Regions from separate parts of the Zea mays genome. Here regions 1 and 3 are each linked to region 2. Evidence: chromatin contacts called from public Hi-C data. All regions are on one chromosome and are shown on one strand. Each heading gives the region's core, a stretch centred on a gene start, on an enhancer-like site or on the middle of the called end of the contact. The rest is flanking DNA. Distances are from core to core; before and after follow the strand shown. Region 1 has its middle 42 kb from the start of LOC100279910. Region 2 has its middle 120 kb from the start of LOC100285819. Region 3 holds the start of LOC100279452 (Zinc-finger homeodomain protein 8).

Region 1 (2,700 bases), core at 25-2,524, 190 kb after region 2:
TTTGCAATTTGAAACGGAAGGGGACGACGACAGCTAGCAGACCTTGAATACGCATGTCACAGTGCCGCGTGCAGCCGAAACGGAAACGGAAACGGAAAGGAACGCTCGTACGTACAGCTGCCGCGTTAATTCACGGACAGTGCGATCACACTGAAAGTGTTGACTTGCTGTAAATTCTGTAATAAATCTTGCCGCCGGTTCGTTCTGCGGAAAAAGTCAGCCCCGCCCGTACCCTCCTCACCGCAGGTGATCGATGGGGGGTGCCCTGCTGCCATCCATACACGAGCTTATTCGGCAATCCCGCTGGACTGGAGGGATACACGCCCACGTTTCGGTTTCGGGGCAGCGTTACGAGGCCCTCCCTCGCTCTAGGCCTGCGGCGCCCGGACACCTTTGTGAGAATGAGACGCACTAGTACGTAGGCCTCCGCTCCGGTCCGCGACCGCGAAAGAGGTGAGAGCGCGGGTGATGGGCATTTACTCCCTGATGGTGCGGTGGTTGCTGGTTGGAAGGAAGCGCAAGCGCTCTACGTGCATGCGGCGACACGGGTACCGGGCACACCGCCCCGCCCGGCCGTCGGATCAGATGCCCGTTCCTTACTAGCAGAGCACCGCTTCTCGGCGTGGCATGCCCTCGATGGTGGTGTACGCAGGCCGCAGGGGGGCGTAGCGGTACAGTGCACAGCGACGCGCCATGCTGCTGTGCTGTGCTGTGGCCTGTGTTGGTGGAATGGTGGCGGTAGTAAATACAGGTACCGGCAGGGCAGCATTGCCGTCCGTCCGTCCGTTTTGCCAAGTGCGGCGTGGCACGCGGAGGTGGGGATGGAAAGAACAGTGCCGATCGAGGGGTCTGTAGTGTAGTTACGGCCACTTCGTTTGCATCATGTGACGCCGGACAGGGCTAGCGCTAGCGCTAGTACGGTTTGCTTCCTTTTGCAGAGGAGAGGAGCTTCATGACCTGGTAGCGCACATAAATTCCATGACATAACTTACTGCTGCAATTCCATGCAAGTTTCGGTTTATGCGAACTCGGGGTACATCGAACTACAGTAGTAAAATTTTAATTACCGAATATCGGAAATCAGGGATAGTGTTTTTTTTAATCCAGGATGGTAATTTTTCTTATCCGATTTACCGGAGCCCAAGCAAAAAAAAAAACAAATTAACGCTAGGCCAAGTAGGCCGCTCCGGGTCCGGTTCCGTTGGAGGCCTGGGCCAGGACAGGCTGGGCTTCAGAATGTTCTGGTCCAGTGCCCAGGTAGCCCCGGAGGAGAGGAGAGGAGAGGAGAAAGGCACGGAGAAGTGAATTCTGTACACTGACCACATGCTGTTCTGTCCCTGGCGGGCGCCGGCCTGGCAGTGGCAGAACGGGCGCACGAGGAGGAGGAGGCGAGCCAGCGGAGCAGTTGTTGTGGCGCCCCTACCACGTGTGGTGTGGGGACTGCGGACTTGCGGAGCGGAGGCGGAGCGCCGGAGCGGTGCCTCGGCGTCTCCTGGGCACGGCGGATGTTGTTGCGCGCGCGGGGGCAGGCAGGCTGTGCGGGTGCGCAGTGGGATATAGGATATATATCGCCTAGCGCCCGCAGCCTGCCCGCCCGTGGGGCTGTCTGGCTCCTCGAGCGGCCTTTGTCCCTGGCCGGCGGATGGATGGGAGAGGTTCAGAGCTGGGGACTCTGGAGGGTGGTTTGGTTTGCCTTGGGTTGTTTGTTGGTGTTGGCCGGATGGGGGCACGCACGCTGACGCTGATGAATGAGGTGGGAGCGAGTGGGACGCCGTGCCATCGATCCAACTGCCAATGCCGGCGGGACTGGATGGCCGTGGCGTGGATGGGTCTCGTGGCTTCTGCCGGGGGGCAGGAGTCAACTCAAAACCGCGGCGGCGCGTGTGGAGGACCGTCTGTCTGATCAAATGCTCCACGATTCCATTGTATCCACAGCATCTACGTATCTACCTACAGTAAAAGAGCAGGAGTTATATATCCGTCCTTTTTCGAGGAAAAAGTTTCAAGATGTCATCACTGGACCGGTGCTCATTGATTGATTAGTGTTTCCAGTGTACCAATGCTTTATACTTACCATCACAAAACTGTTGAATAAGTAGACAAATTCCAAATTAAATTCCGAATGTAAATCATGACCAAATCAGAAGAACTGAAATAAAAGTCAAATCAGATGATGCGTACTGATTAGACTTACTGATTGTTGGCGCGCGCCAGGATCAGCTGGGTCGACGATGTCAGAGATCACGAGCAGTCGCGTGAAGACGCTTCCCAAAAACCTTATTCGCCCTCTCCCGGTGCAGGATCTAGAAGACGAAGGGTTCCGGAGACCTGCTCTCCTGATCGCAGATGCACCTCTGCGGTCGGGATGAAGGGAACTAAAAGGCGGCTCAGCTATGAAGAGAGGCGAAAGCGAACTGGGATCTGGGATGATTTGGAGGCTGGCTGCCGGGCTCCTTTTATAGGGCCGAGTCCGCGACCCCCGTGCTTATCCGCCCACGAAAATCTCGCAATCAGTTGAGATTTTATAGGGATCGGTTAGGATAAGCGTAACAGCCAAGAAACCAAAAAATCAAACGGCAAAAGGTAGCCGCGCCCCCGCAAGGCGAGGGGCCGGATTTCGGCGGACCATTCACGTGCATGTCGTGCGCCCGCGCCCTTCGGCCCGGCCCGGCCAGGCCAGGCGAGGCGAGGCGAGCGAGC
Region 2 (2,700 bases), core at 33-2,532:
TCAAAATCATGGTATTCTATATACCATGGTATTTTTGGAGTATTGAAAACTCCAACCTAAAAATTTCATTGCAAATCTGGCTTTTACCTGAATACCATGGTTTATAATGTTGTATCCAAATAGTGTTTCTTAAAACCATGATATTTTTTAGCTGGCCAAAACTATGGTATTGTCATGACAATTAGAAAGTATAGTATTATAAAATTGTGGTTTTGAGAAACATTGTTGTCAAATAGACCCAAATAATTGTCCCGATGTGTGATGGGTCCTGAGGACTTATACTAACACGTGCCCCAGGGCACGATGGACCCTAAGGACTTGTACTAGCAAGCATCTCAAAATACATGACATCTGAGGACAGTCTCATGGGTGCATCGGAGCATAGGTGGCCTTGGAGACCAGCCTTCATGCTAGTGCCTATTGGTACAAAGTTCCTTAGAAACTTAGAATATTTTATCCCTAAAGGTCTTGTGGTGCTTGGGGTTTAGGCCTTTAAATGTGTATTAGGCCTGAAAGGCCCTATGCCATGAAGGCAACAAGTCAGCTTATATAATGCCCTTATATAATGTTACTTTGAGTCGAGTCTCCAGAGGAGATCGTAAGACTTGAGACCCCTAGAGGAATGGTCCTGCCATGGTGGATCTTGAAATTAAGTCTCCCTAAGTGAAACCTTTGAGTGCAAATTGGCGGCAGCCAAGAATATAGCCTTCCATATAGGGTTCACATATACAATAGCACTATACTCCCTTCGTACCAAATTAAAATTTATTTTAGCCTTTTAATGGATTCATACAATAATTAATATATGTGTTTTATATATGGGTCTAGATTTATCATCATCCATTTGAATATAGACACAAAAACCAAGAGCTAAAACAAATACTAATTTAGGATGGAGGGAGTATTAAACAATGATACTAAATAGCTGGCTACAACACCTTTCTTATCAAGAGCATAAACATCATCCAAAACAACATGATCTAAGCTGACGTACTGAAATTAAATTTGCTAATAATATACAGCCCCACGTGTCGTACATAGACTTTTGCCCTATTTTGACAGGCTTGCAATCCAAATACATGTGTCGCTTCTTCTATTTGGGCATAGACAAACCCGGGATTGGCCAATGGCCACAAACAAAACACAATTTTATTATCTGTATTTTAGCATATAGTCTCAACTTTGACATGGCTAAACTAAAAAAAGACAGAAACAGAACATGAGCCCATATAGATCCCAATTTTGCTATTTGTTTTCCGTACTGGAGGCCCAGTAAAGAATTAACGACACATGAAATGTAGTGAATCAAACCCAGAAAACACGAGGCTAGCTGGTGGAATGAAGCCCAATATGTAAAACAAAAGCGTCCACTCATAAATCATAAGGAGCAAAGCTTTAGCAAACCGAACTGCTAAAGATAACCACGTTTCTTTTTGTGCGAAGCGAATAAGTACTCCTCTCTCTCTCATTTATTTAGGGTGATGGAGCGTGGACCGGAGGTTCTACCACCTGGATCAGCCTAATAGCTAAAATGCGCTCCTACCACCGTCTAATAGTGTGTTTAGTTGAGAAGTGAAGAAAAATAAAGCGGCTCCATTCTATTTTCTTGATGTTTTGTTTCTAACAAAAGATAAACGGATATGCTTATCGAATCTCTATATAAAAATTTACCATAAATAGCGGAGCGAGCGCTCTCCCGGACGCAAGAGTTCTCCTCCCTCTCCTCCCCTCTACACTTATATGACTCTCCAATCAAATAAAGAACGGAACGACTTCGCTCTATTCTACTTTTCAACCAAACAAAACATGGATTGACTCTATTCTATTTGTCAAACACATAACAGAACGGTTTCATTCTCAAAAATTGGAATGGAGCCACTTCATTCTAGTTGACTGTCCAACCAAACACACCCTAAATAGCCTCACGTTCTCGACCTATCGGCGCGGCCTACCCACTACAACCAACCACCGTACCGCGCGGCTCCACTCCGACCGGATGACTGAAACGTTAACATTAACGAAATGACTGAAATTGTAACAGAATGACTGGAACTGTATTGAAATTAGTGATTGACTAAGACTGGAATAGAATGACAGAAATTGTAACGGTAACAGAATAACTAAAATTATAACAGATAACTTAAACTATAACGAAATGATCGAAACTATAATAAAATAGCTAAACGAGTGAATGAATGAGACTGTAATGAAACGACTAAAACTTTAACGAAATGACTGAAACTGTAATAGAACAACTGAGTGAATGAATGAGACCGAGAATGACTGAAACTATAACGATAACTGAAACTGCTAATGGAATGATTGGAACCGTCGCTCCAACAGAATTGATGCACACAGACCCAATAAAAACGAATTAATCAGATCCGTTTTGCGCTTTGGTTCCACCGGTCCGGTCGACTACTGGCTGGTTAATTAGTTTGATTGAAGTGTAGGTCGTCCAAGTAATGCGCTGATTGATTTATCATCTTAGATTAAGAATAGAGTGTGTCTATATAGAGAGGAACACACACATTGTTCGTCATCCTAGATGATGATCATCCATCCTAAAATAATTTATGTATTAATTATATATGATTATTTTGCAAGATATCAAGGACACATCCAAGCCACTTGTTCGTGTGCTGTCTGTGCACAAAGGTAGGGAAATCCAACTGGCAAGCTCGTAATACTAATTTATGG
Region 3 (2,700 bases), core at 188-2,687, 130 kb after region 2:
GCTTGGATTTCTAGGCATGGCGCACAGCGGCATGCTTTTTCTTGGGGTTAATTTCTTAGTAGATGGCAAGAAGTCTAAAGAAAAAAAAAACGAGTGATCACTGAAATTAAGCTACATGTTTCTCTCTCTCCGCTCTCCCTTCCCTTCCCCCCTCCTCTCTTCTCCCTTCTCTAGTTCAAGCGGAGTGCGGCGACGAAGCTCCGTTGGCGTTGTCCGTGGTGTAGTCGGTGGCGACGGTGGGCGCCGACGAGGCGGCGCCGTTGATGTTGAAGCCGGTGGCGGCCGTCGGGGACGAGGTGAGGACGGGAGGGGGAGGGGTGATCCTGGACGGGTGGAATGACGGTGCTGCAGCAGCGCCGGCGCCGGCGGCTGGGGTTTGGAGCGACGCGGCGGCGGGGGCGGGGGCGGGCGAGGAGGCGCTGCGGCGGGCGCTGTGCCCGCCCAGGAAGTTGTGCTTGTTGTTGTGCATCCAGACCTTGAAGACGCCCTTGCCGACGCCGATGTCGCGGCACCACTCGTCGACGATGGCCTCGTCGCGCTTCTGCAGCCGCCACCCGAGCCGCTCCGACAGCTCCTGCATCCGCTGCTTCTGCTCGGCGGTGAACTTGGTGCGGAACCGCTTCCTGGGCATGGGCATCGCGCCCCCGGCGTGGGGCGGCGCGCTGGACGGCGTCAGCTGGGTCGGGGCCAGCCTCTGCGCCGGGGATACCGCCACCGCGGGCCCGGGCACGCCGGAACCTAGCGAGAGCACCATGTGCGGCGCCGTCGGGAAGTAGGACGGTGGCGGGGGCTGCTGCGCCACCGGCGCCGGCAGCAGGTGGTGCGGCGGCGGCGGCGGGGACACCGACCGCTCCTCGTCGTACTCCGAGCCTTCCGAGTCGGAATCGGAGTCGTCGGCGTCGACGACCCCCGGGTGGCGGTCCTCGGGCGTCTCCTCCCGGGCGCGGTGCGGCTGGCCGTGCATCACGCTCGGCGGAGGCGGGAGCGCCAGCGGCGCGGGCGCGGGCGGCGGAGGGGAACCCTCCAGCGTCCGGCGGTGGAAGTTGCGGTGGCACCCGCACGCCGCGCACTTGAGCGACGTCGGGTCGGCGGGGTTGGCCCCCGGCGAGGGCATGAACTCGCCGCAACCGTCGACGGCGTGCCCGCCCAGGCTCGCGGCGTGGTTCTTGAGGCACTCCCGGTACAGCGGCTCCCCGGCCAGCGCCACGGCCGCCGCCGGCTTCGGCTTCTTGAGGCCGGCGCCGTTGGGGAACATGACGGGCTTGTACTTGACGTCCATGGCTTCCATGCGGCGCCCCCACGCCCACTGGGGAGAGACGGGAGAGAGATTACCTCTAGCTCCTAACCCTGGGCTTTTAGCATGGGACGACGGGTCAAGGGAGGTGAAGAGAGCGCGAGGGTGAGGAGATAAGAATAAAAAGGGCAGCAGGAAGGCTAGTCACTAGTGTGTGTGAGAGATCCACAAGGAGGAAGGGGACGAGCTCATTTAATTTTTACTTAGCGAGCCAGAAAAAAAAACAATTTCTTTGGACGATACTCTATCGTATAGAGATAGATCAGTGACGACATGGGCTCGAATCCGTTGGAATATTGCTGTGGTGGCCGGGCAAAGGGTGCATGTAGACCACTGGATCGAGGATCAATGGCACCGGCGCATCTAAAGAAAAATGTGACATTTTTCTTTCTCTCCTTTGGGGGAGGTGTTGGTTGGACCCGGGATGTGTGAACTGTAGCCGTAACGACGTCACGGTATGGCATCTGTAAGCCGTTGTTATACAGTTGGCATCAACTATAGGGAAATTGAATACCATCTCACAACTACAAGAATTTAATGAAATGCTACCGGTTAGCTTAGAGATAGATACATAGATGCTGCTGACAATATACAGCTTGGATTGTCCAGACGGTTTTCCCTCCTTTACAACAGAGTACAGACCCAGACAGCCAGGAGTCAGCGCAAGTGTGGTCATAGATTCAAACCACGACGCATGTCTGTTTTCTTTTTTGTTTGACCATACGAAATATCCATCACATGTAACACCGCCTCACAATCTTCTCGTCATTTCCACTACAACACCTTTATTTAGGCATTTTATATCTACGTTAATCAAATTGAGCATGATTTTTTAAAAAAAAATTGGTCCCCCTTAAAGTTGTTGTCAAGCTCTGCCAATTTGTGTGGCATGGTTATCTTTTGGAATGTTCATACACGCACGTGCTCCCTCTGTTTAGGATTATAGTTCACTCTAACTTCGTGCTAAATCAAGTTTCTTCGTATCGACCAAATCTATATAAAAAAAGGATGCATCGACATCAAGAGCATCAAATAAGTTCTCTATGAAAATATTTTTATTACATAGCTATTTTAGTTCACGGATGTCAATATATTTTTTAAGAGCTCGGCCAAAACTAGAAAGGTTTGGTTTCGTGCAGAACTAGAGTAAAATGTAATTTGGAACAGGGCGAGTTACTTTCATCATCTACTGAGGGAGCTATAGCAACGCGATTACAAGGATTAAATGAAACACGCTGTTTCTTTGGAGAGAGAAAAAAAATGTGGATAATGATAGCATACACTACGTTTGAACTACAGTTGATAATTGTTTCCATATATATGTGTGTGGCTACGAATCAGAGTTTTCGTTATCACCTGACCGGGTGAAATTGAACCACAGTTCTTTGCATTTGTTTGACTGCTGA

What was found. Hi-C and Micro-C count contacts between places; a contact is called where the count stands out from the background.
Region 1: a contact with region 2 is called in a Hi-C map of leaf, with 2.6 times the contacts expected there. The contact joins two enhancer-like sites. A contact is called at or near these places in 3 of 25 Hi-C or Micro-C datasets (ear and leaf).
Region 3: a contact with region 2 is called in a Hi-C map of leaf, with 4 times the contacts expected there. The contact joins the promoter of LOC100279452 here to the enhancer-like site in region 2. A contact is called at or near these places in 2 of 25 Hi-C or Micro-C datasets (bundle sheath and leaf).

Annotation. Positions count from the first base shown.
Region 1 is chr7:117,577,202-117,579,901 of Zm-B73-REFERENCE-NAM-5.0, forward strand. No RefSeq gene overlaps it. Among protein-coding and RNA genes, the nearest start is that of LOC100279910, 42 kb to the right of the region's middle. Within about 2 kb of position 1,275, at least 19 of the 20 cell types and tissues checked have an H3K27ac peak or open chromatin away from gene starts, as enhancers often do. A contact at or near this core is called in leaf, where this site is marked.
Region 2 is chr7:117,391,024-117,393,723 of Zm-B73-REFERENCE-NAM-5.0, forward strand. No RefSeq gene overlaps it. Among protein-coding and RNA genes, the nearest start is that of LOC100285819, 120 kb to the left of the region's middle. Within about 2 kb of position 1,283, at least 6 of the 20 cell types and tissues checked have an H3K27ac peak or open chromatin away from gene starts, as enhancers often do. A contact at or near this core is called in leaf, where this site is marked.
Region 3 is chr7:117,519,324-117,522,023 of Zm-B73-REFERENCE-NAM-5.0, forward strand. It overlaps LOC100279452 (Zinc-finger homeodomain protein 8), which reads right to left and starts at 1,438. Exons shown (of 1, transcript NM_001152457.2): 1 at 1-1,438. The coding sequence starts at 1,288. The coding sequence ends at 176.